Linked DNA regions of Mus musculus: regions 2, 3, 4, 5, 6 and 7 are each linked to region 1. The links are chromatin contacts, called in public Hi-C, HiCAR-type and promoter capture Hi-C maps. All regions are on one chromosome and are shown on one strand. Each heading gives the region's core, a stretch centred on a gene start, on an enhancer-like site or on the middle of the called end of the contact. The rest is flanking DNA. Distances are from core to core; before and after follow the strand shown.

Evidence for each region. Promoter capture Hi-C pulls out the DNA fragments that hold promoters and counts their contacts. Hi-C and Micro-C count contacts between places; a contact is called where the count stands out from the background. HiCAR-type assays count read pairs that join an accessible place to other places. Capture Hi-C pulls out chosen DNA fragments and counts their contacts.
Region 2: a promoter capture Hi-C map of adipose tissue shows a contact between it and region 1, with 4 times the contacts expected there. The contact joins the promoter of Snx16 here to the promoter of Hey1 in region 1. A contact is called at or near these places in 4 of 39 promoter capture datasets (liver, neutrophils and pre-B cells), 3 of 484 Hi-C or Micro-C datasets (CD4 T cells, double positive thymocytes and regulatory T cells), 1 of 115 datasets of contacts at active chromatin or transcription factors (astrocytes) and 2 of 9 other capture datasets (adipose tissue and liver).
Region 3: a Hi-C map of double positive thymocytes shows a contact between it and region 1, with 15 times the contacts expected there. The contact joins the promoter of Zfand1 here to the promoter of Hey1 in region 1. A contact is called at or near these places in 1 of 39 promoter capture datasets (liver), 4 of 484 Hi-C or Micro-C datasets (CD4 T cells, CD8 T cells, double positive thymocytes and 1 more) and 1 of 9 other capture datasets (liver).
Region 4: a promoter capture Hi-C map of pre-B cells shows a contact between it and region 1, with 7 times the contacts expected there. The contact joins the promoter of Impa1 here to the promoter of Hey1 in region 1. A contact is called at or near these places in 6 of 39 promoter capture datasets (the HPC-7 cell line, embryonic stem cells, hippocampal neurons and 2 more), 1 of 484 Hi-C or Micro-C datasets (CD4 T cells) and 3 of 9 other capture datasets (adipose tissue, liver and macrophages).
Region 5: a contact with region 1 is called in a HiCAR-type map of astrocytes, with 8 times the contacts expected there. The contact joins the promoter of Pkia here to the promoter of Hey1 in region 1. A contact is called at or near these places in 1 of 39 promoter capture datasets (hippocampal neurons), 1 of 484 Hi-C or Micro-C datasets (cerebellum) and 1 of 115 datasets of contacts at active chromatin or transcription factors (astrocytes).
Region 6: a contact with region 1 is called in a promoter capture Hi-C map of liver, with 5 times the contacts expected there. The contact joins the promoter of Pag1 here to the promoter of Hey1 in region 1. A contact is called at or near these places in 5 of 39 promoter capture datasets (embryonic stem cells, hippocampal neurons, liver and 1 more), 3 of 484 Hi-C or Micro-C datasets (CD4 T cells and embryonic stem cells) and 2 of 115 datasets of contacts at active chromatin or transcription factors (astrocytes and pancreatic cancer cells).
Region 7: a promoter capture Hi-C map of embryonic stem cells shows a contact between it and region 1, with 3 times the contacts expected there. The contact joins the enhancer-like site here to the promoter of Hey1 in region 1. A contact is called at or near these places in 6 of 39 promoter capture datasets (the 3T3-L1 cell line, 3T3-L1-derived adipocytes, embryonic stem cells and 3 more), 1 of 115 datasets of contacts at active chromatin or transcription factors (astrocytes) and 1 of 9 other capture datasets (embryonic stem cells).

The regions. Positions count from the first base shown.
Region 1 is chr3:8,665,194-8,668,523 of GRCm38.p6, reverse strand. Hey1 (hairy/enhancer-of-split related with YRPW motif 1) reads left to right here and starts at 1,486. Exons shown (of 5, transcript NM_010423.2): 1 at 1,486-1,742; 2 at 1,947-2,022; 3 at 2,169-2,252; 4 at 2,498-2,579. The coding sequence starts at 1,654. LOC115489673 reads left to right here. Exons shown (of 2, transcript XM_030252957.1): 1 at 1-1,300; 2 at 1,446-1,600. The coding sequence starts at 638. The coding sequence ends at 1,586.
Region 2 is chr3:10,438,455-10,441,784 of GRCm38.p6, reverse strand. Snx16 (sorting nexin 16) reads left to right here and starts at 1,655. Exons shown (of 8, transcript NM_029068.4): 1 at 1,655-1,870.
Region 3 is chr3:10,349,533-10,352,862 of GRCm38.p6, reverse strand. It overlaps Zfand1 (zinc finger, AN1-type domain 1), which reads left to right and starts at 1,546. Exons shown (of 8, transcript NM_025512.3): 1 at 1,546-1,621. The coding sequence starts at 1,567.
Region 4 is chr3:10,329,757-10,333,086 of GRCm38.p6, reverse strand. It overlaps Impa1 (inositol (myo)-1(or 4)-monophosphatase 1), which reads left to right and starts at 1,648. Exons shown (of 9, transcript NM_018864.6): 1 at 1,648-1,765. It overlaps Slc10a5 (solute carrier family 10 (sodium/bile acid cotransporter family), member 5), which reads left to right. Exons shown (of 1, transcript NM_001010834.2): 1 at 1-1,353.
Region 5 is chr3:7,364,776-7,368,105 of GRCm38.p6, reverse strand. Pkia (protein kinase inhibitor, alpha) reads right to left here and starts at 1,502. Exons shown (of 3, transcript NM_008862.3): 1 at 1,354-1,502.
Region 6 is chr3:9,831,961-9,835,290 of GRCm38.p6, reverse strand. Pag1 (phosphoprotein associated with glycosphingolipid microdomains 1) reads left to right here and starts at 1,612. Exons shown (of 9, transcript NM_001195031.1): 1 at 1,612-2,080.
Region 7 is chr3:7,577,935-7,581,264 of GRCm38.p6, reverse strand. The region is part of intron 2 of Il7 (interleukin 7); the gene reads left to right. Among named protein-coding and RNA genes, the nearest start is that of Gm16685, 33 kb to the left of the region's middle. Within about 2 kb of position 1,649, at least 11 of the 459 cell types and tissues checked have an H3K27ac peak or open chromatin away from gene starts, as enhancers often do. A contact at or near this core is called in embryonic stem cells and stem cell-derived epiblast-like cells, where this site is marked.

The sequences.
Region 1 (3,330 bases), core at 237-2,736:
ACTTTAAAAGGACCCAGGATGTGGTCTAAAGTGTGTGGATGGAGAACTGGACCTGGGAACTCGGTTTAGTCTGCATTTATGGAACCCATCATGTCTAGAAACAGAATTGCTTGCAAAGGTGTTGAGTTTCTTTTATTCTTCTCAACGGTTATGAAGTTTTGCTTCATAGACGGGATTGCAGGCTCCAAGAGTGGGGCAGGATAAAGACTGGGCTTTCTCCAGGTTGTCTACTTCTGTGAACGCTGAACTAGGGAAACAATCCATAAGATTTAAACTATTTTTTTAAAGTCGCCCTTCTTGGTGGGGGAGAGGGGAGAGCGGTGTGCAGAACTTCATATAGCACCCCAAACGCCCCTCCCAACTGAGACCAACGGGTGTGTGTGTGTGTCCGCGCGCGCGCGATGCGGGCCAGAAACGTGCATCCTCGCACAGATGATCGCACAGCCTCAGAAGCAAACACCCAGGCCGCCACCCTGTCGCCTGCTAAGAGGATCTGGCCGCCAACACTAGGGGGAAGGGAGGACAAAAACAAAACAAAACAACAGCAAAAATCCCAACATAATGAATGTCTCGGGGGATAGCTACTCCTCCCTCAAGCTAACCCAGAAAACAAGCGCTCTACTTCCCCGGAAATGACATGCATAGGGGCATGCATTTCGTCCCAAAGCTGAGAAGCCTTGCAGGATTAGCTTTAGAGGCTCCTAGAACCCAAAAAGCAGCATCCCTTGAGTCTCTCAGGCTCTGCTCCCAGAGCTGGTGGCCACCATCCAAAGGAGCGGCGCCCCAGGCGACTGTTCCTGTAGGACCCGCCAACTACGCCCGCCTCCAGCCGCGGGGCACCGGCAGCAGTGCAGAGAACGGGACGCGGGCGGTGGCTTCCGGGGCCCGCCGGCGCCCGGACTCCGATTACAGGTTCACACCAGGAGCCCGGCAGGCGCGCCCTCGTGCAGCCCGGCTCCCCCGCCTGGCTATTCTTCTCCATTCATGCAGCCGCCCAGAGCAGCCGCCCAGAGCAGCCGCCGCCGCCGCCGCCACCGTCGCCGCCGCCGTCGCCGTCCGTCCGGATTGGCTGGCGGCCGGGGCGCCGGCACTTTCCCACGGCCCGCGGCGCGTGCGGCTCACCGGCGGCGCTGCAGGCGCGGCCCTGGCACACGGCCAGGCCAATCCGGGCGCGCGGGGTGGGGCTGGGCGGGGCGGTGGCTATCGCCGGGCTGGTGTCCCGGGCCGGCCCCCCATTTCTGCCCGCCGCCGGCCCACCGCCGCCCGCGGCCCCCAGCCGAACTCCTGCGGAGCCGACGCACTGCCGCCGGGCAGGGGCGGGCTCCGGGGGCGGGGAGCAGCCAGCCTCGGCCTCCGCTCGTCCCGCCCCCATGCGGCTGCCAATCTGCGCAGCGAGGCGCCAATTGGCCGGGGCACGCGGTTACCCGGGAGCCGTGGCCCCGCCCCTGCCCCAACCTCTCCGCCTTCCCCGCCCTCCCCCTATCCATGGGAAGGGGCGCAGCGTGGGAAAGGGATGGTTGAGTTTTAACCGGAGACTGAGCGTGAGTGGGATCAGTGTGCACGCACCTCCCGCAGCCGAGCGCTGAGCGGCCACTGCAGTTAACTCCTCCTTGCCCGCCGCGCGACCCTCCTCGGAGCCCACGCTCCGCCACCATGAAGAGAGCTCACCCAGACTACAGCTCCTCAGATAGTGAGCTGGACGAGACCATCGAGGTGGAAAAGGAGAGCGCGGACGAGAATGGGTGAGTTGGCGGCGTCCGACCGATCCGGAGCGGGAGGAGAGGATGGGGTGCGCTGATGCTGGGTTCCCTTTGCCGGGAGTCGTGGGCCGGCAGCTGCTGGCTGGGAGCAATCGTCCCCGAGCCCTCCAGCTCAAGTTGCCAAAGAAATCTGGTGTAGGAGGGCTCTCCTTTCCTTTCTCAAGGCAATTGCTTCCCATCTTACAGAAACTTGAGTTCGGCGCTGTGTTCCATGTCCCCAACGACATCGTCCCAGGTTTTGGCCAGGAAAAGACGGAGAGGCGTGAGTACCCCCCCCCCCAATAATTTAAATATATATGCACATTGTTATATTAATTAATTAACTAACGGAAAGAACCACATTTCTTCTCGTTGGAATGTACAGTCATAACGTAAATGCCCTCCTTTGTTTTTGTCTGCTTCCCATAGATCATCGAGAAGCGCCGACGAGACCGAATCAATAACAGTTTGTCTGAGCTGAGAAGGCTGGTACCCAGTGCCTTTGAGAAGCAGGTAATGGAAGTATGAGAGCGCTGAGTGTAGCCATCGGCACCTTCTGATTCCCTCCCCTCCGTGCTTCTAACCTCATTTGTGCCAAGTCGTTGGATGTTCTTACACAAATTCCCACAGATTTTGTGGATATACGTGACTTTTGCTTTTTTTTTTACGTTTGTATTTTACATGTATGTATATTTGTGTGCATATTTTAAGTTCTCCAAAGGCACTTGTGTCAGATAAGCCTTTTGTCTTCTTTTTAGGGATCTGCTAAGCTAGAAAAAGCTGAGATCTTGCAGATGACTGTGGATCACCTGAAAATGCTGCACACTGCAGGAGGGAAAGGTATTCCTCTCCAGTTCAGCTGGGGCTTTGCGTGCTCGGCGTGGGGGGTGGGGGTGGTAGCAAGCGCAGTCTGGGATTGGTGCAGTCCCTGCCTGCTTTGCTTTGTGGGGTGGGGAGAGCAGTATGTGCTTGCCAGCCAAGTGCACCTTCAACAGCACATGGGTTCTTGAGCAGTGAATACATCACCCCAATCCTCTTTCAACTGAGCTAATGCACCTTTCAGCAAGCGCCTGTCTCCCGGAGCTCCTCCGGTTGTGACAGCCCTGATTTAGGTCAAGTCACTCATGTTTGTCTGTTGCTATTTAAGAAAGGATTGGGAAATGGCTTATTAAAAAGAACAACTAGATAGTCGGAATTTTATATACAGATTTAGAAAACGAACTGCCAAAAGAATTTGGAGGAAAGAGACATGTTGGGGCTAAATAGAGAGGAAAAAAAAATCTAACGGGGTGAGAGACTGAAGCCCGTGTCTGTCTCCAGCCACCAGATTCTTCACCAAGGACCAAGTGCCTAAAAGCTCCACGATGATAACTTACATCTGTGTGTCTAATGAATTTCACTGCTCTGTGGTTTCTCTGTCCTTGATGTATTTTTTGTTGTTGTTGAGGGAAAACATTAAAGGAGGGAACATAGTTTCATCTGCTGGTAGGGTATAATTCCAATTTCTGCTCAGCAGCTTCTAATTGGGCTTTGAACTTGCATTAGCAAACATATACTGTTGATTAATGCAAAGATTTTGGTCAGCTTCAAA
Region 2 (3,330 bases), core at 406-2,905, 1.8 Mb before region 1:
TAGTTTCTGTGGCATCAATCTTATGCCTTTGCTCAGCCACACCTCCATTTTAATTCTTTGGAAAGAGGCACCTGTTGGACACAAGTTGGATCAAATATGCTACTTGAAAAAAAAATCCAGCTTAATAAAAATGTATCTAAACCGGGATATAAACCTAGCCACAAGAGAAGCCAAATGTACAGAAGATAGAGCAATTCCTTAGGAGGGGAAATAATATATCTTTCCATTTCAAATGCTTCTTTTATCCTGTAGTTTTTACATCTTCTCGCTCACCCCACTATCACCTCAGGCTGATAAAAGCTATGCATCTTGTCTAACGATACCTTGGGTGAGCTCAAATGCCCTCTTATTATACATACATAAAAGTACACAACACAAAAGTCAGAAAAATAATCTTATTCTGTAAGCTGTGTAAACAGTTCATTTCTATTGTGGACCACTGCATAGAGTGTAAACTAAAAGTCTATAAGTAGGAACCGGCCAGTATATATATAGATTATATTGTATATATAGATTATGTTGTAGCCCTTATCTGACAACACACAGAATGTTCTTCTTTGATTACTAAAAATGTCTAGTTATCTCCTGAAAGTAAAATCTAGCCATTTATCAATACCAGAAAATATGCGATATATACATATGTATATATGTATATGTTTGTATATATGTATATCCTGTTATGTTCCACTCAATAATCTGAAAAAAAATTACTCAAACAGTTCCAACAACCTTTACAAGATCTTCATCTTTCTTCAAACTATGCTACCTGTACACTCTTATTTCTTGAGCGCTTTTCTTTCCTTGGCCCCTGGAGCCCTATTAAGAAAACTATTCCAAGGTTCATTTTTCTTTGCCTTACTTTTTTCTTCCCTTTATTCAATTATATTAATTCAAGGACAAAAAGGGCAATTTCATCCTGAAAATATCTTTATGTTTTCAACGAATTCTGTTTATCTCATACTTATTTCTCCAATAAAAGCTACACCTATGTCAGAAATCACATTATCATTTTGGAATCACCACTCTCAATTTTCCCCTTCTAGGTATCGCTCCAAAGCCCTAGAAATCATTGAATGATCTTTAAATAAGACAACTCGATTGTACTGACAAATGGTTCTGTAAACTTTGATATATAATATTAAATAATAGTGTTGCTGAAACACTAAAGGTTTTCAAATTAGCAAATCTAAGCAGCCTAATACTGTTTTCACTTGGGCTAAATTCAGAAATTCAGGCATTCAGGAATCTTTACCATAGTCCTAAATTACAGGGACAAATACACAATAAAATAGTGTTCTATCTGCCTACTCTTCAAATCAGTTGTCAATCCATCAAAGAAATGCTAATTATGGAAAATGACTAACCTTCTAGACCTCCCCCCCCAACCAGTGATAACTACAAGTCCCATGATGCAAAGCTCTAGCCCGAACTTATGCTAGCCAAAGTGCCTTCTGGGAATTGAAGTCTTCTCTTCATCTACTTGGCAAACTAGATATTGTAGCCCCATTTCTCAGAAACTCCCTAGTAATAAAGCCTGTGGAAAAAAAACTGTCGATTCCCTGTGATAAAATTAGATTTGTTCGGGCCACTGCAGAGACAGGGACCAGCAATCCCAGTGTGGGCCTCCGGGGGCGGTGCCGTGCTGTGACGTCACTTCCTGGAGCGGCATACCTCCCCCTCCCACTCGAGGCCGTCCCTTCCCTCGGTTCGCGGGAACCTGGCTGGGTGGCTGTGCCCAGGCACCGAGCGGCTGCTCCGGGGCGGAGGGTCACGTGAGGAGTCCGAGTGCCCGGGCAGGACGCGACCCGCCGCAGTCCAACAGGAGCCGCCTTCCTTCCCCTGACGGCGTGGGGTCGCGGAGCGCGCCGAGGTAGGACGCGGGGACACCTGCCGCCTGGACGGCGGGCGGGCGCGCGGGAGGCTGCGGGGCGCGGGGGAGCCTGGACCCCGCCGCACCCCTGGGCGCGCCTGGCCCGGGAGGACTGCAGGTGCGGGAGCCCGGCCTGAGGGCTCGCGGCCCGCGCGGACCGCGTCGCCCTGCCAGCTTCCCCGGGCCTGCGTTCCGCCACCGTGCTGTCACCCTCCTCCCCAGGTAGCGCGGGAGCATCCTCCTGGGTACGAGGTCAGGCGCCCCCGAAGAAGGCGACACGCCCTCCCTCCGCCGCTCGGCGCTCCCGCGGGTGGAAGTCCCCGGGCGCACCCCGAGGCCGCCCTTGGCAGCCCGGGGCCTCAGGTGGCAGATGTCAGAGGCCAGCGCCGGAGCTACGAGAATCCTGCGCGGTTCTTCTGGGGAGGTGCGGGGTGGGGGTCAGGATTCACCCAAGGGGTGAGTCCGTAGCTCAAGTTTCTTGAATGTTCCACAATAAGGAAGGTTGCACTGGCCGCGTGAGGTTAGACACCCTGTTTAAACTTCCTACATCCAGAGGGGACAGCTTGCTAAGAGGACAGTAAATAAAGTTGGGCTGGTAGACCCCCTGTTGCTGTGTATAAATAGACCTGTCATTTCTCCTGGTCGCTACTTAACATTTCTGAGTTTATTACTTAACGTCGTAATGGTAAGTCATTACTTCTTTATTCTACAAAATTATTCAGACATACAATATAACCATCTTTTGGACCTTAGGTTATTGAGAATGAATAATCTAGAATCAAAAAGCAAAACTTTTAATGATTTAATTTGATTGACTGTAAACCTGATACCTTCCCCCCCCCTTTTTTTTCGTTAACTTTACCAAGTTTGCATTTGAAATATATTTGATGCTAAGTTTAAAAAAAAATGTTACTTTCAAGACAGTTGTTGCTGGCTTGGTAGTACAGGTGTGTATCCCAGCACCTATGGAGGCTGCAAGATCAAAAGTTCAAACCTACCTAGGCTACTTACTTAGCAAGTTCACAGGCAACAACCTTGTAAGACCCTGCCTAAAAATTAACATATTTTTTAAGGAAGAGGTTTAGAATGCATGCATAGCATTGCAAATCTCAATCAAAGTAAAAGAGCATTCCTTAGTAATAATCAAACTTCGGACTGACTATGATTAGCCTGTGTAAATCCTTGGGAGTTTCAGTAATTCTATAAAAAAGTAAAATGAATGACTTTTTTCCTTCTTCTGTTCCTATGTTGCATATAGTACAACCAGGACGACAAAACTTCTCCTTCTGCTTCCATTTTTTGAGTGGGAGTAGACAGGAAATATGTTTGAATGTATGTTAGGATTAAGTCCATTTAAAATGAATATTGCAAAAAATAAAGAAAAGTAGACCAAAGGGAAAAAAAAAGAAGAAATATGTATATCATAAGGGTCAAGAAAAGAGATGTAAAATAAGTTTGTT
Region 3 (3,330 bases), core at 297-2,796, 1.7 Mb before region 1:
ATAGATGGAGAGATAGATTTTGGTAAATAATATCTAAAGAAAAAACCAGAAAAGGAGACTCGGGGATAGGAGTAGCTAAACTTTAGTCTTGGGCTGCTATGAGATCTCCAAGAGCTGAAAAAGAAATGTTCTGATTGGATTGGTGGGATATATATTTGCCATCTATTTAGAACATTCAGTCACGGTAACATTCTAGAAAATCTACTGTTGCTTGACTGTACCAACATTAGTAAAACGTAAGTTGCTGAGCCTTAGATTCAAGAAATCGCAAGGGCTGGGAGTTAGCTCTCTGAAAAAACTGTTTGCTGCCCAAGCCTGTGGTGTCTGTTCGAATATCCAGAATGCACTGAAAAAGTATGGTGTGTGGCAATTGTATTCACTTTACTCTTCAGGAGAGCATTTGAGTACCCTTAAGTCACATGGGAGACTATTCAGGTCTGCAGCTGATTGTCACTCATCCACTCTGATTGTGTCCAGTGTCTTGTCAGTAGAAAGACATCCCTTCCTACCCCACCTACAAGGCAAGGCCTCCCCTTAGTTCTAATGAAGAGGCTCGTCAGACATCAAACAGCTCCCTTCATCCTATGACCTAGGAGCTTGCCTCTGCAGTGTGCTCTCCTAACCGAGGAGCGATGTACACTTTAGTTGCATGTATTTTTTTTTTTCCTTACTAGAATTTTAACAAATAATTAAAAGAAGCCTTTAAATTAAAAACAAAAGCCTAATGCTTTCATGGTGAGGGCATTTACTTCAAACTAAAACATCAAGACAATATAGTAATCAGTGTCCCGGTACCTCTCTTGATTGCTATAACATTTTTTTTTTTTGCTAGCATTCTTTTTTTTTTAATTAGGTATTTTCTTCAATTACATTTCCAATGCTATCCCAAAAGTCCCCCATGCCCTCCCCCCACTCTCCTACCCACCCACTCCCACTTCTTGGCCCTGGCGTTCCCCTGTACTGGGGCATATAAAGTTTGCAAGACCAAGGGGCCTCTCTTCCCAATGATGACCGACTAGGCCATCTTCTGCTACATATACATGAGCTCTGGGGGTACTGGTTAGTTCATATTGTTGTTCTACCTATAGGGTTGCAGACTCCTTTAGCTCCTTCTTGCCAGGTCTTTGTTGGCTCCTGGGAATACAGTTACTTAAGAAATCAAGAAATCTTCGTGAGGGAGTTCTCAATTTTGGAGACTCAATGTAGAGAACAGCGAGTGCAGTTTCCAAAAGAGGAGCTAGGTTTTTCTCAAATTTGAGCCCGAGAACCTCAGCTACAAGAATTGAGTTCTACTAAGTCTCTTCTCTTTCTGGAGAGTGCTGGAACCTCCAGGAAGCGCGCAAGTGTCTTCAAGGCCCCGCCTCTCCTGTGGGCCCCGCCCCGCATGCTCGCCTCGCCCCATCGCGGAGTCCCGCCCCACCCCACCGGGGGTCCCGCCCCCGAAAGCCCCGCCTTGCCCCACTACAGGCCCCACCCACCTCACAGGACGCCCCGCCCTCGGTCCTGCCCGCTCCGGACTGACGTTCCCAGCGCTGCCCCGCCCCCTGCCCTTGCGGCGGTGGAAAGATGGCGGAGTTGGACATTGGGCAGCACTGCCAGGTGCAGCACTGCCGGCAGCGAGGTGACGCTGGAAGCCCCATTTTCATCCGCGGGAGACCTGGGCCGGGTTCTGACGGCCGGGGCGGTGGCGGCGGGTGAGGGAGGACGCGGGGCGTGAGCGACCTTCCAGGGTGATACTGGTGGTGTCTTTGTTACTGTTCCTCGGTGTAGGGGCGAACTTTGTGGCTCCCTTGGTTTGCACGCAGATCCCGAATGCACACCTTGCAGACTCCTCGGGGTATCCAGATGGCCTTGCTCAAGAAGCCCTGGTCGGCGAAGCGACTTAGATCAGGACTCCAGTTCCCCTCGGTCCTTACCATTGCCACCGTGGAGCATCCACTTTCCCAGGCTTTTTCTTGATTGATTTTTTATTTTTTTGTCTGACAAATGCGTTGAAGAGCATCAGTTTTCAGCAGTGTGTTCGCAGGTTTTTAGACGTCTTGGTGTTTCTAATATTAACTTAAGCTATTAGTTGCAGATCAGTAAACCACATTTTAGGAAGGTTTAATAAATACTATGGTAATGGTAGACCTTGTCATAAACATAGGCCCTGGTGGTATGCGTCAAAGTTCAGGGTGTTTAGACTCCTATAGCCGGCAAGTCCTTAAAGCGTCAGGCTCACAGTCTGTTAGATCGCACTCCAAATGTGAGCAGAGGGTTTCCTCATGCTGCAGCTTCTGTTAGTTCCTAACAAGGTCTTGAATGCAGCTCTTGGGTTTGGCCTGGATTCCTGCAGTAGGTGATGCCTGCACTAAGCAAAGGCAAGACAGGACGTGTTGTTGTATATGTCCTTTACCATTCACTCAGCAGATCAATTTTGTTTTTGTTTTTTGGTTTTTTTTCCCCATGTAGTCCTTTCCTAGGGAAGCTTGGCTATTTGAATTTGACTGTTAAGTTATATACATCTTGTCAGGTTGATTTACTAGTATGTCTAAATATATCTACCATCTGTGATATAGCTCATCCTTTCCAGTTTCACATATCTGTAGTGTTATTAAGATGAGGCCTATCTCTTGGACTAGCAGAAAGGGGGTGCAGTTAAGTAGGGATATGTGATGCTAAGAAATTATTTTAATCATAACTCTTCCTCCTGGGCTACCTTGAATGGCATATAATACTTGCTTGAACCCTCTAAGTCTCAAAATAGCAAACACAACCAATTTTTCCCATTGAAAGTGACATAATGGGCCAGTGACAAAGTCTGTAATCCAAACCTCGGCGTGTGTCTCAGACAGGAGCATGGCTGTAGGCAGGACCCTCATTCAGAGGCACTAGCCAGGAGTAAGACAGACCCTGCCTCAAAATCACAGTGGGAAGAGAGAACTGATTCCCGAAAAGTTATCCTCCACCCTCCATTTGTGTCAAACAAGAAAACACAACACACACACACAATAATAAGAAAAATAAATCTAAAAAAGTATAAAAATTCTGCAGATTATGTGTTTGAGTTTACATATTGACACATATCTCTAATTTCTTGGCATGAAATTGAAGCTCACAGTATTATGATTCGTTTAATAACAATAGTGATAGCTCACTAGGCGCTTCTCATTCTAGGAAAACATTCGGGCCCTTAGTCTGCAAGCATGATTACCTAGGGGGACCCTCTTGGCATTTTGGATTAAGATACCCTACAAGGTATCTTTTCTGGACTATTAAAGTTCTCTGTAAAGGACTGAGCAGTACTGTCTGGTTGCCATTGTGAAAGCAGTGTGACTGGGTTTGTGTAGC
Region 4 (3,330 bases), core at 399-2,898, 1.7 Mb before region 1:
AGTGTACATGTTTGTGTGTGCTTAGAGTTTTCTTCTTGTCATGTATGGAGGTCTCTATAGACATCAGAGCCACCTCCACACACTCAGCAACAGGGTTCTGTATTGTGTGACACCAGCCTGCAGTCAGTGCTGCTATAACGGAATCAGAACATCAGACTCCTTTGTGCGCTTGGCTTTCAGCAGGCACTTGGCAGGAGAATGGATTGTGCTGAGTTACCTGACTGTAGCAAGGAAGAAGCAGCAGAGGCTGCAATGAGCCCCATGGAGTCCTGCTCATCTGATGGAGGAAGCTAGCGATCATTTAATGTAAAGACATCTGATACCTGGTCCCTCATCTGTCCTGCTTTGCAATGTCAGGGGAGGCTCTTTCACTCATACAGCATGCATTTGATAAGATTTTTATTTTCAAACAACTGATAATAGAGGACCCCAAAACCAAGCTCTTGAAGGTCTTTTGTGGAAGAGCAAAAAACCATGAGTATGTGATAGACACCCACATCAGTGTCTTAAGGCAGCAGGCTTCAGAAGAGTAGACTCATTTTGTCTTTGTGGGTTTATCAATCCGATTTGCTGTCCCTGCCACTCATCTCTGAGACATGTTACATGTTGTTGATAATTTCTTGTTTTGATTCCTGAGAACCAATCACTTCACAAGTAATTATGCCAGGGCATTGTGGTCATCTTGTGGGTAGGTCATCTGGATAGAGTTCCACTTAAAAGTAACATACTTACCATGGTACTGTTCCACGTGAGGAAACATTTTAAGAACCATAAACTAGCCTTTGTTGGTCATCCAGAGCAAGTGGTTGAGCCATGAAGATTCTCTGCGGATTTTGGAGTCAGGGTGCTATGCTCTTGTTGTGTGAGTTTGGGACAAATCCCCTGACTTCTCCAAGCTTTGTTTTCCTCATCTGTATTGTGCAGGGACTCTTCATGAAACCGTTCTAACACTTATGTTTAAGCACGTAAGAGCACAAGTGCTGTCTGGTGTGGTGGCAGGTGCCTGTAGCCCGAAAGTGGAGGCAGGATGCTCAAAGACTTCAGAAGCCAACCTATGCTACATAATGGAACACTGCTAAAAATCGACGCCTTTGAAAGCGGCTCAAAGACAGGGTGCTTGTATAGTATTTACAAAGCCTATGGTCCTTAGTATTGAGGGCTGCAGGTGCGGAGAGCAACTGCCTGCCGCCGTCAAGTCCACAACAAACAACCTGTATCTAAGTGAATTATGGAGAAGAGAGTTGGTGCAAAAAATAAAAATAAAAATCTCCTTTAGGCTTACAGGTTTAACAAATGAGAGTGCCCAATGACAGTCACAACTCCAATTTAGCTGTAGCCGAAGAGCAGAATGGGAAATGGGAAAATATAAACTAATAAAGAAATTTAACTAATATAATTTATATATAATTTAATATATAATATATAATATATTATATATATTTAATTTCACTAATATATAACATATATGATATAAACTAATAAAAAAATAAACTAATAAAGACAAAAGTGGAGATTTGAAAACGGGATTCTTAGAGAAGAAAGGGTATGCAGGAGAATGCCAGAACACGGTAACTTCAACCGGACCAGCCCTTACAAAGGCAAATTCGGCCCGGCTTACACCTCCAGTCTGAGCGAAGACGTGAAGGCGGGGTTTTAATGGGGCGGGACTTCCTGTCGGAGCAATCCCCGTTACCTCCGGAAGAGCCGAAGAACCGAGCCCTCGGACGCCGGCGGTTGAGCATCGATCGCGGTGCGCTCGCGCGAGGTGAGTCGGTTCTGTCCCTGGCTTCCGTGCAGCGTTATTCGGTGGCCGAGGCGGGGGGTTGTGCGGGCTGCAGACAAGCTCTCCCCATGCTGGGCCGGGGCGCCTGCCGGGCCCTCCTCCCGGCGGTGCTCTCCGTAGCGCTCCGGAAACAGCCGAGCGGGTTCGCCAGGCGGTCCTCGATCTCTGAGGTTCTGTGTCGCAGAATGAGCCCGGCTCTGCCCAAGCCCTCAGGGCTCTACACGGCAAGTTCCCTGGCTCACGAATTTACAGGATTAGGGGTGAACAAGACCAGGTCCGGTGATGTCCTGCGTCGGGAGCGGGGCCTGTATAGGATAGAAACAATTTTAAGTCTGTATGATTTTGTTCCCAAAGTGAGGGTGATAGAATATGACCCCCGTGAAAACAAGTCTTGAAGCAAAGGTCTTTGAAATAAAAGGGTTTATTGAGCCATTAATATATATCAGCTAGGAAATGGACCAAGACTTGGGGCACATTTTGTAAACTACCAGCAACAAAGCTAAAAAAGTGCCTCTGATGAGCTAACGCTATAATTGAATTTCAAGGCACAGGCTTTTAAAGTCTCTATTCTTGCCCCCCACCATGCTCCACAAAGCCAGAACAAACCCCAGAGAACTGTTACCTAATTAACTTCCCTTGTGTCTTCCCTCTTCTGGACCTCTACATTTTAGGGCACCTCAGAAATTTTTATTTATCAGCCTCCTTTCCTCAAGGAATATTAGAACTGATTAAGAAGATGTAGCATGCATTATAAATGACCAAATGTTGCATAGCAACAGCAGTTTTTCTGCAACTGTCTATTGCTTGATATCTGTTGGGTTGAAGATTCGATGGATGGCTTTTGAAACAGTCCTGGGGAGTCAGGAGGTGTTCTGTTCATGTTGTCACAAGGTAAAGTGTGAGTGGCTTGAGGAAGCAAGTGGTGAGGAGGCAAGCCCAGCCCAAGAATGTCCAGTTGTGACAGAATAGAAGAGAGCAGTAAGAACAAGTGTGACCAAGTTTGGAAAGCATTCTTGAAGAGCTGTAAGGAGTTTATTCTATAACTCAAAGCGCCTTTTATATGCTTGCTTGGACGCTTGGATCACAGGAAAAGGCGCTTAGGCGTGAGGGCAAATGTCTGTAATCCCACCAGCATTCTGAAGACTAAGCGAGGATGCTCAAAGCTTGAAGCCCACCTTATATCAATAAGAAGGAAGGTGAAGCCGTAGCCAGCAGCATCTGGTTGTGTCTGTCTGCTCTGTGTCCCTGCGCTTCTCCGTGTACCTGACGCTCTTACAGGGGAAGCACAGGGTGTGACTTGTCCTGGGAAGCAGGCAGAGCGGCCACCTTTCCTGGGCATGAGCACTTCCATGCTTCCCTGGGCTAGGGGCCCACGTTAGTGTTAGTGCGGTCAAGCCTGGGGTGAGTCTGGAGAGGTCAGCAGAAAGCTGTCAAGTCACTTGCTCACATTTCCCCTGCCTGAAGTCTAGGAGGCAAATGGCACCTTTGCTTTTAGACATAGAGTTTTCTTCTCTCAAACGTGGTAAGGGAAAGCAGGGAACTTTCCC
Region 5 (3,330 bases), core at 253-2,752, 1.3 Mb after region 1:
CTGTCATCTTCAAGTATGGAGATGACAGCTCTTCTTATATACGGAATGTTGGCCCCCAGATTCCACACAATCCAGTTTACTGCAACTACTCTGTAGTTGAGGCACACATTTGAGCCACCCACTACAGCCATCTTACCTGCTTCATATCTTACTCAAACTTATGTCCCCAGCTGAGAATAAGGGCTTGAGCTGGGGGTGGAAAGGGTAGTGGGTGGGGGTAGCTCATGTGTGTGAGGGTATGAGGAGCCTGTACATAAGGAGACAATCCTGGGCATGCTCAAATAATCAAAGTCTGAGATTGGGGTCACCTTGGCTTTCTGTCTGCCAACAGGAAAGCCCCAGCTTAGGGTTACTGAGGAAACCTGAGGCATACACACTACTTGGTTTTGGAATGGTTACACTAAACTCTGACAGCTAATTTTCTTACACCCCAGCTGAACTAGAAATATTTGGAGAGACTGCCGTTTCCTTTTCCTGTACCCATGTATGCAGAGAGAACAGTCTGCATAGCCCAACATATTCTGTTATTCCACTCAAGCAAGCCTTTCGTTAGCCAACCAGGGTGACAGCAAGAAAAACACTTCGGGAAAACCATGTCTGTCCGGAGCTGAAAGCGGGACGTTTATTCCTTTGTACAGCTACAGGGGTGTGTTAAGGGAAACCCTCTGTGAGGCACAGCCCTTCTTGGGTCCTTAATGAACTCAGTCATGGAACTGAAGAAGGGAAAAAGACGATGAGATACAGCATCTCTGAAAATCAATGAGCTGATTGGCAGAGAAGATGGAAAATAAAGGTAGAAGTTGCCAAGTGCAGCCCACCTTAGGCAGAACTCGGGAGGGGAGCGAAGTTCTCACTGCACCCTGACTCCCAAAGGAACTGTATTGAAGCAAGCAGGTGTCATGACATTGAGATGAGAGAAGAAACACACAGGTATCACACCAGAGATGACAGAGAAGCAAGGAGGACGTGTAGGGGAGAGATTACGGATTACTGCCCTAACTGCTTCAAAGGACACACGCCTCCCAAGCCTGAGAAAGACTGATGGAAAGTAGAAGACACAAAGGTTAAATGGACATTCAGACGGTTTTACATTTCTAATAGTCATCAGTGTTTAAACCAACCTGCTACGGAAATGGCTGGTCGCCTTTAAGAGCTGGGGGCTGAAAAGCCCCTTTGTTTCTTCCGAACACCTCTTTTCCCATTTCAATTCAAGGCTAATCAACCTTTCACTCCCTTGCTCCATTTCCCACTGTAGAATGCAGCGGGTTAATTCTTCTTTCCCGGATCCTACAAAGCTAGCCCCAACCAGGCGGAAAGCCGTCTTGGATCGGAAAGCGCGGGTCAGCGGCTTACCTTCAGGATGGAGAGACGCGTCCCGGCTGCCCCTGGCTGCAGTCCTGCCCGCCTGGCCGCGTGTGCTGGGCTCTGGGCTCGCAAGGCCCCCGCCCCACCTGCAGCTGCAGCGGCCGCTGGCTACTCCAGGCTGGCTGCATGAAGTCATCGCCCGCCGGAGCAGCGCACTCGGTGCGAACCGCGGGGGGAGACTCGCCGCTCTGTGTTCCAGGAATTGCGTCTGCCAGCTGCACCCGAAAGACGCTGCTCCCCGGAGTGGAGGCTGATTTTCTCTGACCGATTTTACACCCGCAGCATTGCCGGATTGTGCAACAAAACAGAAGGGGCAAACAGACCTTCTTTGCAGAGAGTCCTTGATCTCCGCCCTCCCCTGTCACTATCGCTGTTTGGATAGCTCCATCTGACTGTGTAGGTTTCCCACCCTCTCCATCTTCCTTATCAGTACTGTTCATTTCGCCGAATCTGAGGGATGATTGTCTATTGAAATAAACAGTCATATACTCCGAAAATATTAAAATGGGCAACCGGCCTTTTTAAGAACCCTCATAACATGAGTCATTTGATTTTTAACACAGAGTAAAAACAGTTATGAACGCTGAAGATTGTGGACTTCCATTTTCTTGCTATTGTGATAGAATGGGGTTCTTCCAACCCAGTGAAAGGAGGAGAGCAGTGAAATCACCCAAGGACACTGAGAAGGGTCATTCCAGGATTTTAGTTCTGTTTGCTAGTGGACAGATGCGCATCCCAGCTCTCTCCTTGTACCCTACAGTCCTTGCTTTTGGGCTAGACTGCCTGGGTGAAAGCAATAATATTTGAAAAAACAAGAGGCAGATTTCACATCTGCAGATACCTGTAACTCCCAAGGGATTTCTCAGAATTTCCCTTGGTGACAAACTAAGCATGGATGCACACAAGCCTCTTGTCCTTGCTTCCTTAAATTGGCTCTCCCTCCATGCGTCTGTAAGACCCGAAAAGCCTTAGGTCCGTTATGTCCCACACTCACAGAGACGCAGAGACAAAGATTGATGCAAAAAACAAGAGGTTTATTGATCCAGCATGCTGGGGTCATCCTGAAATCAGGATAGAAGCAACCCCGAGTAGCTAAAGCACACACCTTTTATACATTCTTAAGAGCAGTTTTCAGTCACAGTTTAGCAGTTTATCATTAGTTAACCTTTAACGGCATTAAGGGGACAGACTTAAGGACCGGAGACATTGAGTGGGTTTTTCTAAACAATCAGAGGACTATCTCTTAGCGCACCTTGCAGTGAGGCAAATTCTGGGAAAAGAACATATTTACTTAACTTTTTACAAGAGTGGTCATTTTGAGCTACCACAAATCTTGCACATCTCCTTTTGCTTCCTTCCAAGGTACTGGCTAACCAACAGTTAGGTGATTGGTAGTACAAAGGGCGAAAGGCAGCTTAGGATTTTCTCTTTTTGGTGCTTGGCCAGGGTTTCTTTTCCAAGCAAGTCATTTCCAAGCAGGGAGTTTCCTTATCACTAGTATTCTGCAGTGTATGTGCCTCATTCCTCATATCTTGGCCTTCCTCGTGAGCATCATTAGAGGTTGCCAGTATTACCCTGGGAATCTGTCCAGCATAAGGGCAAGGAAGAAACTAAAAGACAAAAAAAACTTCATACTCCTCTATCAATTCCAGAAGAGAGTCAGTAATAGAGCCACCAGAGTTAACAAAAAACAAAATTAATAATTCTGAGAATTATTAATGCAGGATTAATTAGTGCAGGATGTATACACTTGAAATTTGAGACAGCTTAGTGCATCTCTGCACTCATTTTCATAAAATCAAGCCCTTTCTCCTATCACAGATTGCTGGATTCTTAGCTTGCATCATAGAGGTATATGCCTCTCGTTCACAACTGCAGAATAAGGCTGAGAAGTAACATCTTTAGTTTCACTAATATGTGGCTGGCATTAGCATTGAATGTGCACTTTAAACAGAAATGTGGGAA
Region 6 (3,330 bases), core at 363-2,862, 1.2 Mb before region 1:
TAAGTCATTGTGGTGGTTAATCTTGTCAGCTTTACAGGACTTGGTGTGTCTTAGGGAAAGGTGTTCCCAGAGAGGCTTATCTGAGGAGGGGAGGCTCTTGCTGCCCTTGGGCAGTGCCATAGCATGGACTGGGATATTGGAATAAAAAGGACTAAACACCTCTCATCCATCCCGACTGTCAATGCCGTGTGACCGACTTCCTCACGCTGCTGCCTTCTGCGCCATGGTAGACTGGACCCTCAAAGCATGGCTCGAACCAAAGCCTTCATTCCCTGAGTCGCTGCTGTTGCCAAACATTTTGTCACAGCAATGAGAAAAGTCACTAGTACAGCCTGGTGGTGAAATCCAGACCTTTATAAGTTCTCAAACCAACGAACCTCTCACCGTCCTCTAAATCCAGCCAAGTTGGATCCTGCATCCTTATTCTCAAAGTACCTTTCCAAGCTGAAGACTGAGTTTAATATCTCCTACACATCCTCCTCTGCAACGTATTAACATTCCTTTCTCCTTTACTCAACTCCCTATTCCCACCCCTTTGCTCCTAATGAGCCGTTTTTATCCAGCCAACTTCACACTACCTGAGTGAATGTGTGTATGTTTAATATCACTCGTGCCTGTTCTTCCCCATTAGAGAAAACAAATGAACTTGTCAGACAAATAACTGTTTGGTTTAGAGTTCAGTGGACTTGGCTCAGAAGTCCTGAGTGTCACATCTGGACTGGTTATTTGTTTCCACACTGTCTATCCCCATTTCCGGGTTGCTTGTTTAATAAGTTAAAATTCAAGGCCAACAAAACCCTTGTCAGATTTATCTGCAGCTTGTTCCAGGCAATATTCGAGTCCTCCCCACCCCACCCCACTCCCCCACACAATCTCCCCTCCCACTCCCTCCCCCAGTGCCCAGTGGGTGAACCCGAACCATAGTGGATACGCCTTGGAAATTCCAAGTTAAAAGCATTTTCACCTGATTCTCAGGCAGACCCACACGCCAGTAGCTGCTCTGGGGTCTCTGTCCTCGTAAGTGGCAAGGAAGAACAGGGTGTGGGAGGCTTGCAGCCCTGGAATAGTCTTGGACCCTATTGGAATAGGGATTCCCCATCCTCCAGACCTTCTGAATGTGCGTAGGCAAGTGTTGTATTACCATACAACCAGCACATTCTCTTGGGGAGCTTTGGGCAAGGCTATTTACAACCTACATACCTGGGCCCCACCTCTCAGAGTCTCCTGTGTTTACTTTGGAGTCCAGCCAGGACAAAGGGCTCCTACAAGCTCCTCAAGTTCTTACTCTGCATCAGATCAAAGTGAAAGGTGTCCTGCAAATTGCAGTCCTTGAAGGTTAAGCAACCATCTGGGTTAAACTTGACCTTTGCAGGCTGTCCTGGGACCCTAAGGCAGTTCCCCATAGACTGCTTCTTAAGGGACAATGGGCTAAGGAGACAACCTCAGTCACAGAGTTTTTGGTCACCAGCCCTGATTTTGCGAAGCTCCAGCTCCTTGCCCTGCAGCTGGCAGCCACATTAGCCTCGCAGCAACCCCCCCCCCGACCCCGCCCCACCCTTCTCGCTCCGCCCAACCCCGCCCGTTGGCACCGCCCCCGTGACGTGCCGCAGCAGTCGCGAACATGCGCACTGAGTCCCGCGCGCTGCTCCGCCTCGGCGCTGTCATTCTCCGCGGCGCGGCGGCCAGTGCGGACTGCGGTTCCCGCCCGGCGCGCGGGTGCTGTGACTGCTCCTCCGGGGCGGACTGGTGACTCTGCAGCGCTCTGGAGCCTCTCGTGCGGGGACTCCGTGGTGTCGCATTCCCTCAGAGAGGGAGACACGCACCCGGAGCTCCGAGCACAGCTCTCAAGGGCTGGCGGCCACGACGGCGTTTGCTCGGGTTCCCGGTGCAGTCCGAGTCTCTGCGGCCGCCCGGTGCGCCCGGGAGAGCGCACCTCCCCCGGCACGGCAGAACCGAGGCGACGAGGATCAGGAGGGTCCTGCGCCCGCTACCACTGCCCACCGCGGGCCAGCCCGGCTGCGAGCAGCGGAGTTGCAGCGCTTTTTAGAGCTCTGGAGCCCCAGAAGACCTCTGCGAACCAGTAAGTTGACTGTAGTTTCTGAAGTTTCGGGCAGCGTGGGAAGGACAGGTTCGTTTTATTCCTGTGGTTCCAGGCCGAGGTTTTACCTCCCGTTAGCGGGGCTGCGGCTGGAGGAAGGCGTACTGGACTGTAAAGGATGGGGCATGGCATTCGAAGACTCAAGGCTGGAGTCTAGGGCTGGCTCCTGCCTCTCCCGAATGTGCCAGCTGGAAATGTGCTAGGGGAGACAGGTGCTCCGAGGGCATTTGGCCCGCCGCTAAATTGCACATTCTGAGCTCCTTGATTTTGCGCCGCGTGGGGTCAGGGACGTCAGCCACCTCCATCCTAGGAAGCTCTGCCTACATCCCCTCCATCCCCTCGGAGGACTGGCACAGAGATGAGAAGCTGAGACATTGCTGCTCGGGCCTGCAGGCTTTCTGCACATCCCACTTCACTCTTCCCTTAGGCAGAAGTTGCCAACCTCCCATAATTGGAGCCTAGCCCTTTAGGGAAAAACAACTTATGTGTCAAATGAGTGTTTTGTGCTCCAAGGCATAGAAAATGAGAAAAGTGCTCTATGCGTTTTAATTCATATGCTTTAAGAATGTGGGCAAGTCTCAAAGAAACAGGATTCCGAGGATGGCTGAGTTGTCCTGCATCTCTTATGTAAGCCTCCTGGCTGGGTACCTTTGCATCTGCAGGGGCTGCATCTGGGCCTCTACTCACTCCATTTTTTTTTTCAAGTCCAGCTTGAGCCGTATTTAATAAAAACGTTGACATGATATAGTGGTTCGTAGTCAGAAACAGGGCAGTCTTTAAATTAGACTGTCTTCTCCTAATAGGGAGCATGGGAGGAAGAACTTGGTGTATTTTTTTCAAGGCAGTTCAAGGAATTAGATACATAAATCATGCTTTAAAATACCATACATTGTACAGAGAGCATGCACAGAACCCTCTTTAGAACACATCCCCTTTTGTTTTAGTAAAAGTGGAGATTTGCTCATACCAGACAATTGTTGAGTCTGAAAGTGAAGTGCACTGATGGCCTTAATTATCTTAATAAACAAAGAGCATGATTTATAGGTAGCTACAGTGGCCTACTTTGAAGGGTAGAAATCTTTAACCTTTCATTCTCAGCTGCCCCTAGAGATTCCTTTTAAGCAGAGCAATGGATTAATGCCATTGATGTTTAATACTTGAGTTGATTAAATTTGTAAAAGGAATTCTTTGAAATACCATACAGCCCTGCTGTGTGACTGATAGGCAGTGAC
Region 7 (3,330 bases), core at 400-2,899, 1.1 Mb after region 1:
GTGGTATGGCCACAAGCCAGGAACACTAAGAATGTTGGCAGCCAGGAGTAGAGAGAAAAGCCAGATTACGGATGCTCCCTGTGCACTGTCACTCAATGCTGAGTTTAAATTTCTCCTCTCTAGGTATGTGACAAGATACATTGCTTTTCTTTCTTTCTTTCTTTCTTTCTTTCTTTCTTTCTTTCTTTCTTTCTTTCTTTCTTTCTTTCTTTCTTCCTTCCTTCCTTCCTTCCTTCCCTCCCTCCTTCCCTCCCTCCCTCCCTCCCCCTCTCTCTCTCTCTCTGTCTCTCTCTCTCTCCCTCTCTCTCTCTTTCTTTTTTGAACCAACACGTTTCTAGTAATTGCCTAGAGCAGTCATGAGAAGTGGATTCATTCTCCCATAAAGTGGAGGCATTGCTAAGTAATATCTGAACAATATCTAATCAACTTTAGCATTCATTTATAAAGTCAGAAGTACTATTTGTTGATTCCAACAAATGTGAATAAATTAATAATAAATGAACAAAGCATAAGTAAAGTAGAAAAATTGGAAAAAGAATGATTAGGCCCAAAGAGAAGGCTTACTGGGTAGAGGTACTTATGTGGAGGCCTGCAGACACAAATTCAGTCCCTGGGTCTCACAAGGAGACAGAAGAAAACTCTCAAATGGTGTCCTCTATTTTCCACACATGTGCTAGTGTAAGCACACACCTGTACTCTTCTACATGCATGTACTAAATAGATTTTACCTATAAAACCAGTCAAAAATGCTAACATTTTTTCTTATTCTCCCTAAGAAACTAACAGAAAATGAGCCTAGATTAATATCAGAGAAGAAAATATGGAAAAATTGTGAGGTCTTTGCATTTTCAGGGAAAAATAAAGACTGAAATATAAACTTGTCATTAGTGCCTTGATAAGTAAGCATATGTAAGATTTTGTAGAAAACACACATAAAGCAAAAAATTAGAGGATAAATACACTTAAAAAGTGATGAAGGTATAGAGGTATAACTGATACAGTTGTTTGGAAGACCTTGGAACTTTGGACAAGAAAAGTTGGTTAAATAATAAGTGGGGCATAATGGGCCTAGGTCATAAAAGCATGAAAAATAGTGCTGAGGACAATTTGGACTACATAGGCACTGGTGAAAAGAAGAGTATCAACTGGATTAGAGTGCACTCTCCCTATACTTTGGCAGAGAATGTGGCTACTTTCTGCCAACAAATCCACCTGTGGTAAAATGGAATTTTCTACTAATATCATTGGCAGAGGAGACTTCAAGACAGCCTAATATTAATTGTGCCAAGTAGTGATTTTATTCATTCTTATGCACATCTACAGTGAAGAGAAACAAACAAGACAAAGAGAAATTCAAAATGTAAAGTTTGGGGAGAAAAAGAGAAGCAAGACATTTGGTACTGGAGCTTATTCATGGAAGAAGCTTAAAGGCCTGATGCTGGATAGAAAAAAGGGAGTAGAAACCTCTGGGCAAGACCCCAATAACCTAATCCTGTGACCAAGGAAAACAAAGACCTGAAAGTTTTCTTTGTCCTAAACAACAATGGAAAGCTTATGCAAATGTAATTCAAGGAGGGGACAGGTTCCAGCTCCAGCAGGCAGGAGAAGTTGGCAGCTTCAGCTATGTAGCTTTGGCTTTAGAATTAAGTGGGACACAGGAAAGGTATTGTGGAATGTTCCACGGTTTAGGAAAGCTATTACTAAAGTAAAGGTTCATGGCAGTAGGTCTTTGCAGGAAAGTCCAGGAAAGCCATTGTGTAAAGCTGTGAATGTAAAGGATGGATTGTGATGGAGATCTACCAGTGCTGGAAAAGTCACAGTATGTTGTATCTGCCAAGGAGAGAAGCTCCAGGCAGGATGTGGAACCAGCCCAAGATTGTTAAGTGTGTTTCTATCAGCAAATCTGGGAAGTGTGGGAGATATGAAGAGCTATCTACTCAGCCCTTTGACATTAGGAGTTTGTCCTACTGGATTTCAGCCTTGCTTTGGTCCAGTGCTTCATTAATAAGTTCCTGCTCCTCCCCTTTGAAATGGTAATGTATATTCTGTACCACTGTATGTTGGAAGTATGTGGTCAGCATTTTGCTTTTTGTTTTTATGGGGTTTTACAATTAAGAAATAGGCTTAAGTCTCAAGGACACTCAGGACTTTGGTATTGTAAGCTGTCTTGAAAATAAAAGACTATGGAGACTTTTGAAGTTGGCTGATGCATTTTACATTCTGATATGACTAGAAGCCTATGGGGGCCAGGGAGCTGAATGTAGTAGTTTGAATGAGAATGGCCCCATGGTCTCATGTATTTTAATGTTTAGTTCCAAGCTGATAAAATTGTTTGGGAAGGATTAGGTGTGGCTTTGTTGCAGAGATGTGTCACTGAGGGAAACTTAAGAGTTCAAAAGCCCATTCTAGGCCCAGTCTCTGCCTTTGTCTGTGGATCTTAGTTAACATTCTACTGCCATGCCTGAGTGCTTCCTGCCATGATAATCATGGACTATATCTCTAAAACTGTAAGCAAGCCCCCAGTTAAATAATTTCTTAGAGTTACCTTGATCTGGTGTCTCTTCACAGCAATAGATCAACAATTAACACAAGAAAGTTAAGTATGTAATAGAAAACAAACAAACAAACAAACTGCAAGGTGCAACCTAATGAAATTGAGACCTTTTCTAGGAGCAATTCACATCATAGATCATAGTGATTTGGACTTTTATATTGTGGGTTTTCCATATTTATAATAAACTGGAAATATGTTTACATGAACCAACATGCCTGTAGGAATCTATTATTTTGACATGTGTTAAATCAAGAAGTTGTTTTCTTCTGTTATGAATTCATATTCTGGGCTGCTATTGATAGGTTTGCTTCAGAAGGCAGCCGTGACATCTTACATGTTCATGTCAAAGGGACACTATCATCATACTGAAAATTAAGTTTTCATCAAATACTTGGCAAACATGCAGAAAAGCTTAACACTCTCTTTTGTAGGCATATGAAATCATATTAGTTTACCACAGCAATAGCCTAACCAACATCAATTTTCAAATATTGTTATGAAATTTGTTAGAACACTCTAAGAATTTAATTCAGTGACATATTTCATATGAGACTTGTAGGTTTAATAAAAAATGTATGTATAATTTGATGTCATCCTGGGGATTAAATAAAACTTGATAGAAAAATGACTTAGTAGATAACTGTTCATTACTTTTAGTTGTAAGGTGGTAGCTTTAGAAAATATATGTCTTGCTCCTGTGATGATTCCAGTATGCCTTCAGTGACTGGTACAGACAAATTTCCAATACTTCTCAATGCTATTACATGATCATATTT